2 separate regions of the Anas platyrhynchos genome follow, and region 1 is linked to region 2. Evidence: chromatin contacts called from public Hi-C data. All regions are on one chromosome and are shown on one strand. Each heading gives the region's core, a stretch centred on a gene start, on an enhancer-like site or on the middle of the called end of the contact. The rest is flanking DNA. Distances are from core to core; before and after follow the strand shown. Region 1 overlaps CABCOCO1 (ciliary associated calcium binding coiled-coil 1). Region 2 overlaps ARID5B (AT-rich interaction domain 5B).

Region 1 (3,667 bases), core at 873-3,372, 120 kb before region 2:
TGTGAGTTATTTCTTAAGGGTTCATGAAAGGTAGTAAGCTATTGTCAGTGGGCTTAAATTTGTAGTAGGGTGATCTGCTTCTCCATAGTGTAGTCTGTAAATTGAAACATGTGGAAAGCCAGCAGAGTAGACCATTGTTATTTTGTAAACTCCTCCCTCAAGCGTATGAAGTTATTGATAGTAAACCAGCTGGAGCTCAGTTCAACAATGGAAATACTATGTGGTCTTATTTCAGCGATCAGGTGGCATTAAGCACTTTAAACTTTGTGTCATTACAGTTTTTGATCCAGCACGTAGGATATGGTTGACTGAGCAGAAGTTTATTAAATATATAGTATTATCTGAAAATAGTGTGATATTGATAAATTGCTTTACATGGATTATGTATGAATGGGAAATATCAATTGGAATAATGATACCATCATTAGATCTACCTACTTCATTTCATATTCCCTTTCAGCATGCCTTTGGCAATGGAAGAGAACCTAGCCTATGTTCTCTTACTCCTTTCCATCCCTACAGAACAAAGGAATGCATGATTTTCACTTGACCTTGATTTCATTAGCATCAGTACTAAGAGCTTTTCTTCTTTACAAAACCTGCTGAGATTAAAGAAATGCATTTTTCCCTCTTTCAGAGCTCTGGTTATATACCTAGAAAAAGAAAATCCCTTTTTGTTTTTGAAAGTCGTTCAACAGTTCATCTTTTTCACCTGATTTTCCAGTTGGGGTAGTCCCACCATTAGATTTTTTAGCTGCTACACAATCAAACTCATGGCATTGTGTTGTTATGAAAGAACTGTGATTTTGCAATCTGCATTTTGTCTACAGTGGACAGCTTTTGCTCTCGTTGGGTCTAGAAAATAACTTTCAGTCTGAAATTATAGTGCTAATGCTCAGTGATTGTAACAGCAGCCAGAGTAAGCATGGTGGCAACTGATTTCCAGTGAATGTAGAACTGGAGACAGATTTAAAAAAATGGAGAAAAAAGGGCATCTGGGGTGGCTAGGAGAGGATTAGCCTGGAGGGTCAGTGTTCCACAGGAAAGCATCTAAGTATACTTATAGTTTATACGAGTAAAGGGATAGGAACGTATTTGTTGATACTTGAAGGTAGATGTGATGAAATATGATGAAAGCAATATGCAAAGGCACAAAGTTGAGATAGAAATCCCAGCTTTTTGATGCTGACCAATTATATGGAGAACTTTGGAAAAAAGTTCTCCATACAACAGATGTTGAGGCTATCTAATGACAGGAAGTTTGCAGGATAGCAGCAGTAGGGGTTTCCAGGACTGGCAAAACAAAATGTTCCTAACATGGCGAGTTACTGCAAGTTTTTATGGGCCACATCCATTCACTTTATCAAAATTATATGAAGTCTATTCAGAATATATCTCTAAGTTTTGGGTCAGTTTTGATAGAGTCTGTGAAGGACCTTTGAGCCCTTTCCAATTGTTTCAACAAAACATCACAATTCTTGGAAGGACTGCGTCATTGCACTCCTTCTGTTCCTCATGTATTTTGGCAGTGGTGTATGCCGACACTGAAAAATACACATAAACTCCCCATAAAACCCCAATATTTGTGGTCTTTGTCCCAGTGATCCCACATTTCTAAATGCTATCAAATTAAGAACTGCTACACTTTATCACTGCCACAGATTTCACTAATATATGTCAGAACCTTTGTACTTTTTCCCCCACGAATATTACACTGCAAATTAAGTGTTCAGTATGTACAACAGTCTGGATTTCCAGAATATGATACACATTCATAATTGTGTTTGTAATTAAGAAAGACAAGCAACATCACAGAAATATGTTTTTTTTATTGTTCATTTTCAGTAATGCTTTCTAATTCCAGCCATTTCAATAAAATGTATTACACTAGAGAACAAACATCTGCAGCAAAGGAAAACAGTGGAAACAACCAAATCCCAAAGCAATTTTTCTGATTTGGTGTTTATTGGTAAAGGCTGTCTGAGAATACAGGCAAATTAGCCTATCTCCCAAGACAAGGTTATATGAGAAATGGCTGTCCCAGATCACTTCCCGTTCATGGCAGACATACCATACATAGGGATTGCGCACAGTAATACGATAAAGTGTTATCACATAAGTACAGGCTGAAACACCGTTATGTCTGCAAAACAGGAAGGTGTGTAGGATAATGTCTGTCTTACTGCACCACACTGTGTCAAAACCACAAAGACAATGTGCAGCCTAAGATAGCTCCAGCATTACCACTTTTTTCTTCTGATTTTCTTTACAGGCAGAGATAAATGAAAAGCTGCAAATACAAGAAGAAGCTTATACTTTGAGAACAGAAAAAATAAAAAGTCCTAAATAACCAGATAAGAAAGGTGATGTTGAATTTTACAGAAACTGGGGGGTGGGGGGTGATACACACAGAAGACTGGCTCTCTGCCAGAGCATAATTATTTTTGTATAAAGGAAAATGGTTCACTTAACTTTTACCTAGAAATAGTTCATCCGAGTTCCTCAAATTCACTGTGTTCTGCCAGGATTGTTGTTTAGTTTAGACTTAAGTGGGAGACTGTAAACAGAAGGGTATGTAATACAAGCATGTTGAAGTTCAGTTTATTTCTGAATATAAATCTCAGTTTAAAAAAAAAAAAAAAAAAACTCTCTAGTTTTATTATTTCTTTCTTCCAGTTGTGAAATGCTTAAAAGTTTCTGCTTTTTCAGGATATTTTGCTGGAAGGAGAATACACAGAAAGAAAATGAAATTTTGAGGCATTGCAGATACAATAAGGAGAGAATTTAATTAACATGTAATTATACACTTTTTTCTATAGTTATTCATTAATAACATGTATGTTATTTCATTTTGATTTTTTTCTCTAAGCGTTTAAACTAGTTGCATATATTACACTTCTTTATTTCCACCATACTAAAAATGCATAAACGAAGAGTATGTACTTTTACAGTCTTCCCAGAAATAATTCCTTTTGATTTCCGTGGATTTTTTTCTGGAATACATGTACGTGTAACGTTTCATCTGAGAATGCATTTCCTATTCCTCTGTATACTAACATCATTCCATATTTTGTCAGACATAGAAATGTTGTAAACACAGGAGGAATCCAACTATATAATAATTGACATCAGAAGAACTGGTTTAACGTCTATGTTTCAAAATAGTAAACTATACTAATTGCTATGTTACAGAACTCTGTGCCCTAGAAAGCATGTTAAAAACAAGTCATGCTTTCAAGCGTAAGGGCTGGATTGCATGTTTAAGGGAATATTTACGAAACAGAATATTTTATTCGTTACAATTTTGTATTTGTTTCTCATTAAGTAAATGTTAGGCTTTGTTTCACTTCACCCACATTTTTATGGTGATAACGAAGAACGTTCACAAGCCTGACTCATCCAGGCAAAAATGACAATAACCTGAAATAGTTTGCCTGAAAGGTCTTGTTTGTCACTGCCTGCCTTGCATGGGTGTGCTCCCTGGTTGTGCTCAGAGCTGAGAGCACAGCCAGAAGGGGGCGTTGCCTGCACGTTGTTCATCAGAAAGAGCTCCCAGAATTAAAAGACAATATTCAATAGCTGCGTTTGAGTGCCAGTAGCCTGGAAGTACTCTTTAAAGTACATGTCAGATGTGTGGGCACTGGACTCCTGTAAAGAAGTTGTGTGA
Region 2 (3,633 bases), core at 729-3,228:
CATCACAGCTCCTGCATCGTCCCCTTCTCTCCCTCTCCACCAGCACAGCCATAAGCTCTTCTCTCTTCGCCTGCCCAGCCTCTGCATCCCACTCAGTCACAAGTTAACCTGACTGCAGGCAGCAGTTTGTGTGACCTGTGGTGACTACCTGTTTACAGAAAACATCCAAGGACCCTATCAGACAAGGAAGAGGAAGCAACATTGCTGTCTCTGGGCAGGGCCCTTTAAATAATTTTCTTTTCCCTGGGAATTCACAGCTGAGATGGCAATAAGACGTATTCCAGAATGGGAAAAGTTGTTAAGATACGGTTGTCATCATGGTTGTGTAACTGTTGATATTTGTGACATACGTGTTTCACACACTTTCGCTTAATCAGAAGCACAAGACTTTTACCGAGCAGTGGTTAGCTGAAAAACAAAGTCCACGCCACAAGCATCCTAGTTAATAATCACCCCTTTTGTTCTTTACTGTTAGAAACACTTGCGGTTGGATTAGGTCTTCATTCACCTTGCATTCTTGCTTGATTCCATGTAAAGACCCACTGCCCCAGATTCCTTTTCAAGAAGTAGGCAGTGCAGCAGGTGCTGGTGGTGATTTCATTGTGGGGCCAGCCAGGTGGTGGGCTCCGAGGAGCAGTTTTAAGTGGCACCAGCCTGATCCACTGCGCAGGGAAACCAACCAGCGTGCTGATACAAAACTGGCAGCAGGGGAGAGCTGAAGCAGTCCCTCAGAGCTCCTCGTGGTGGGTAAGGGTGACTGGCTCTCCAGTGACGTGTGTGAAGCTCACCAGCCCCTGTGCTCCTCTGCCTCACTCCTGGGAGCGCTCCTCCTAACGCTGGGCATTTTGTGGCTGGGTGTGTTTCACCTGGTCATACCTGGAGGGTTTGCCAGGGTTCCGCAGGTGAAGCCGCTTTCCATGCTGTGCTCTTGATCGCTGTTGCGCCAAGAGATGTTGTAAGGAAGATAATTCCATGTGCGTTGCCGTTTGCTGAGTGAACCTGCCGTTTGGGTTGACTGGCAACCTGGGAAGAAAGTCCTTGAGTCAGCAAGAATCCTTTGAATCATGCACTATGTAGAGGCACAAAAAACTTCCCAGCAGCACAAGGGTTCTGGTGGACATTTCAGTAACCCAGTTTCCCCCTCTTTGAGAAACATCAGGAAGCACAATGAAAGGAAAAAAGACATGAATTGGCAAAAGTGACCGTCAAACGTACAGGAAGAGCAGGCTGTTACTTGCACTGTATCATCCCTCTTGTGTGCCTGTTCAAGGCACTTTGCCTGAAGAGGTGGCAAATAAATGCAAATGTTTTTCTGCACTTATTTATTCATTTTTTTTTTACTTTAATTCACTTTGATTTAATTCTCACCTTCTGGGAACAGACAAGTTACCAGTTCTCACTGGCACAAATGCTTTCAGGAAATGAATTTGAAAGCCATATGTGCAAACATGTAAAGAAATTGAATTGTTTCAGATATTCTCAGGTATTGACGCCATAAGTCCCTCTCCAAACAGAAAGCAGAAAAAAAACAAAGGATATTCCCTTTACTATCCAGTCCGTATTCAACATCCAACGTTATCAGGAAAGCTGACTGAGATTAAGCCACAACATGTTCCTTAAATTGCTTTAAAATAATTATGAATAAGAAATTCAAGAAATCTGCAGTGTGCTCATGAATATGTCATAAATGAAACAAAAAAAAAAACCATGAAAAAACAACCATGTGCCTTGTTGTAAATTATTTGTTCAGTCCTTGTCATATTTTCTTGCTCAAGAGAACAAAATGGATCTAACTGAAACATAAATAATCTTCGAATAATGCATTTATTTATAATGATTTAGGGAGCAAATGTTAATGGATTTGTTTCAAGTGCGACTGGAGCTATTTCAAATGTTTTCTTTTATGGAGCAGATATTAGAGGCAAGGGCCTTGTCTTTTGGTATTATCTCCAGTGGCTGCTTTTTCGTTAATTGTGCGCCTGACGTGGAGCGGCCCGAAGCGCCGCGCGGTGCTGCAGGCGCTCCCTGCCGCAGCACCTCGGCAACTGGGGCAGCGCAAAAACCCGCCGTGGTCATGGTCTTGTGCCAGGTCTGCCGTCGAGGGCTCCAACGCAAACAGTGTTTGTATGCAAGCTCGATATACCTGGAATTCAGTAACAAATGCCTTTTTGCTTTTAAGGCTTTTAGCAAAACATTAGGAGTGCTTTATAGTGTGATACAAAGTACAGTGCCAAAACTCAGGATAACAAGTATGTTTGGAAAACATTGAGCCTTGAACTACTTTCTTTGCTTTAAAAAAAAAATAATAAATAAAGAAGAATAATTCACATCCAAGCATATTTGGTCCACGTTGAACCCCTCTCCCACTGCTGGTTGGGCTGTGTCAGGGACCCATTCGAAGGCTAGACGACGTTTCCACGTGTGCGCCGGGGCGCAGCACACGGCGGAACCACTGCCATTATTCGAGTGCCCTTCCAAGGAAGGTACAAGCGCTGGAACCGGCCGTCAGCAAGGCCTCACAGCTCACGTGTGGTCCGTGTGAGAGCAGCCATCCCCAGCATGGTGTCAGTGGTGGGGACAGCAACCTGGGCTCCAAGCCCTCGGTGCCTGCCCCAGGCCCCAGAGCCGCTCGCCCGCTGGTGGGAGCAATGGAGCAGCCGGGGGCAAGCAGGGCGAGTGGCGGCGGTGCGTGGCCGGTGTCAGAGTGACACTCATGGCACGCCGAGGCTTCCCACAGCGTGGGGTGCAGTCGCATGCTGGAGCATTCATGAGTACAGATAGGAATCAGGCAGATGTTTGTTGGCTGGAATGGGTAATAATTTCTTTATCTCTTTGTTTGATTTTGCATGCTAGCCTCACACGACAATTTCAAAATTGCTTTCTGCAGTACTTTTCAATAAGCAGAATGAGCTTGGCTGGAGATAGATGGAGATATTTCTGTAGGGAGATAAACATATTTTTATACATACACAAATAGGGACTCGCAGACGTACACGTATGTATATTTACTCTGTGTCAGTGTTAGGGGAAGAAAGGATGAGTCTTCTGGACTTTTTGGTTTTAAACCCATGACTTCTATTTTTGTCAGAGCAGACCACATATGACACTGTTATTCAAACTAGAAAATCAAATTAGCACCCTTTATTGTGTTGGCAAACTAATTAAAATGTAAAATGTCCTGAAACCACTGGCTTACTGTGTGACAAATGTAAGATTAGAAACAATTAGAAGGCACTCAAGAGGTTTGTGGTGTTTAGATTTCTGACATTGTTCTAATCATCCCTTTAAGTAATGAAAACAATGGTTACCTAGAAATTAAAGGTTTAAAGGAAATTATCTTCTTCAGTACAGTCATTAGTTAATGATTGTTTATCACTTTAAATGTTGCCATAGTAGTTGGAGGCTGATTTTGAAATTTGAAAGCAGGCAGGACACTGAATAATGAACAAACATCTGCTTCATCTCTTATTTCTATATGCGGTCATAATTTCTATTGTAATATCGTGATTGAAAGATGAATCTGATATTTTTTTATGATGATCCATATCCCATTCGTAGTGTGGCTCAGCATGGCCAGGATTTAGTCACTGTTATTTCAGAGCTGTTTTATCTTAAAAATTGGACAAAACTGAA

The links. Hi-C and Micro-C count contacts between places; a contact is called where the count stands out from the background.
Region 1: a Hi-C map of skeletal muscle shows a contact between it and region 2, with 2.5 times the contacts expected there. The contact joins two enhancer-like sites. A contact is called at or near these places in 2 of 8 Hi-C or Micro-C datasets (skeletal muscle and subcutaneous adipose tissue).

What each region holds. Positions count from the first base shown.
Region 1 is chr6:9,978,931-9,982,597 of IASCAAS_PekinDuck_T2T, reverse strand. CABCOCO1 (ciliary associated calcium binding coiled-coil 1) reads left to right here. Exons shown (of 13, transcript XM_072040065.1): 13 at 2,273-3,667. The coding sequence ends at 2,350. Among named protein-coding and RNA genes, the nearest start is that of ARID5B, 47 kb to the right of the region's middle. Within about 2 kb of position 2,122, at least 3 of the 8 cell types and tissues checked have an H3K27ac peak or open chromatin away from gene starts, as enhancers often do.
Region 2 is chr6:9,858,261-9,861,893 of IASCAAS_PekinDuck_T2T, reverse strand. All of the region lies in intron 4 of ARID5B (AT-rich interaction domain 5B), which reads left to right. Among named protein-coding and RNA genes, the nearest start is that of ARID5B, 74 kb to the left of the region's middle. Within about 2 kb of position 1,978, at least 1 of the 8 cell types and tissues checked has an H3K27ac peak or open chromatin away from gene starts, as enhancers often do.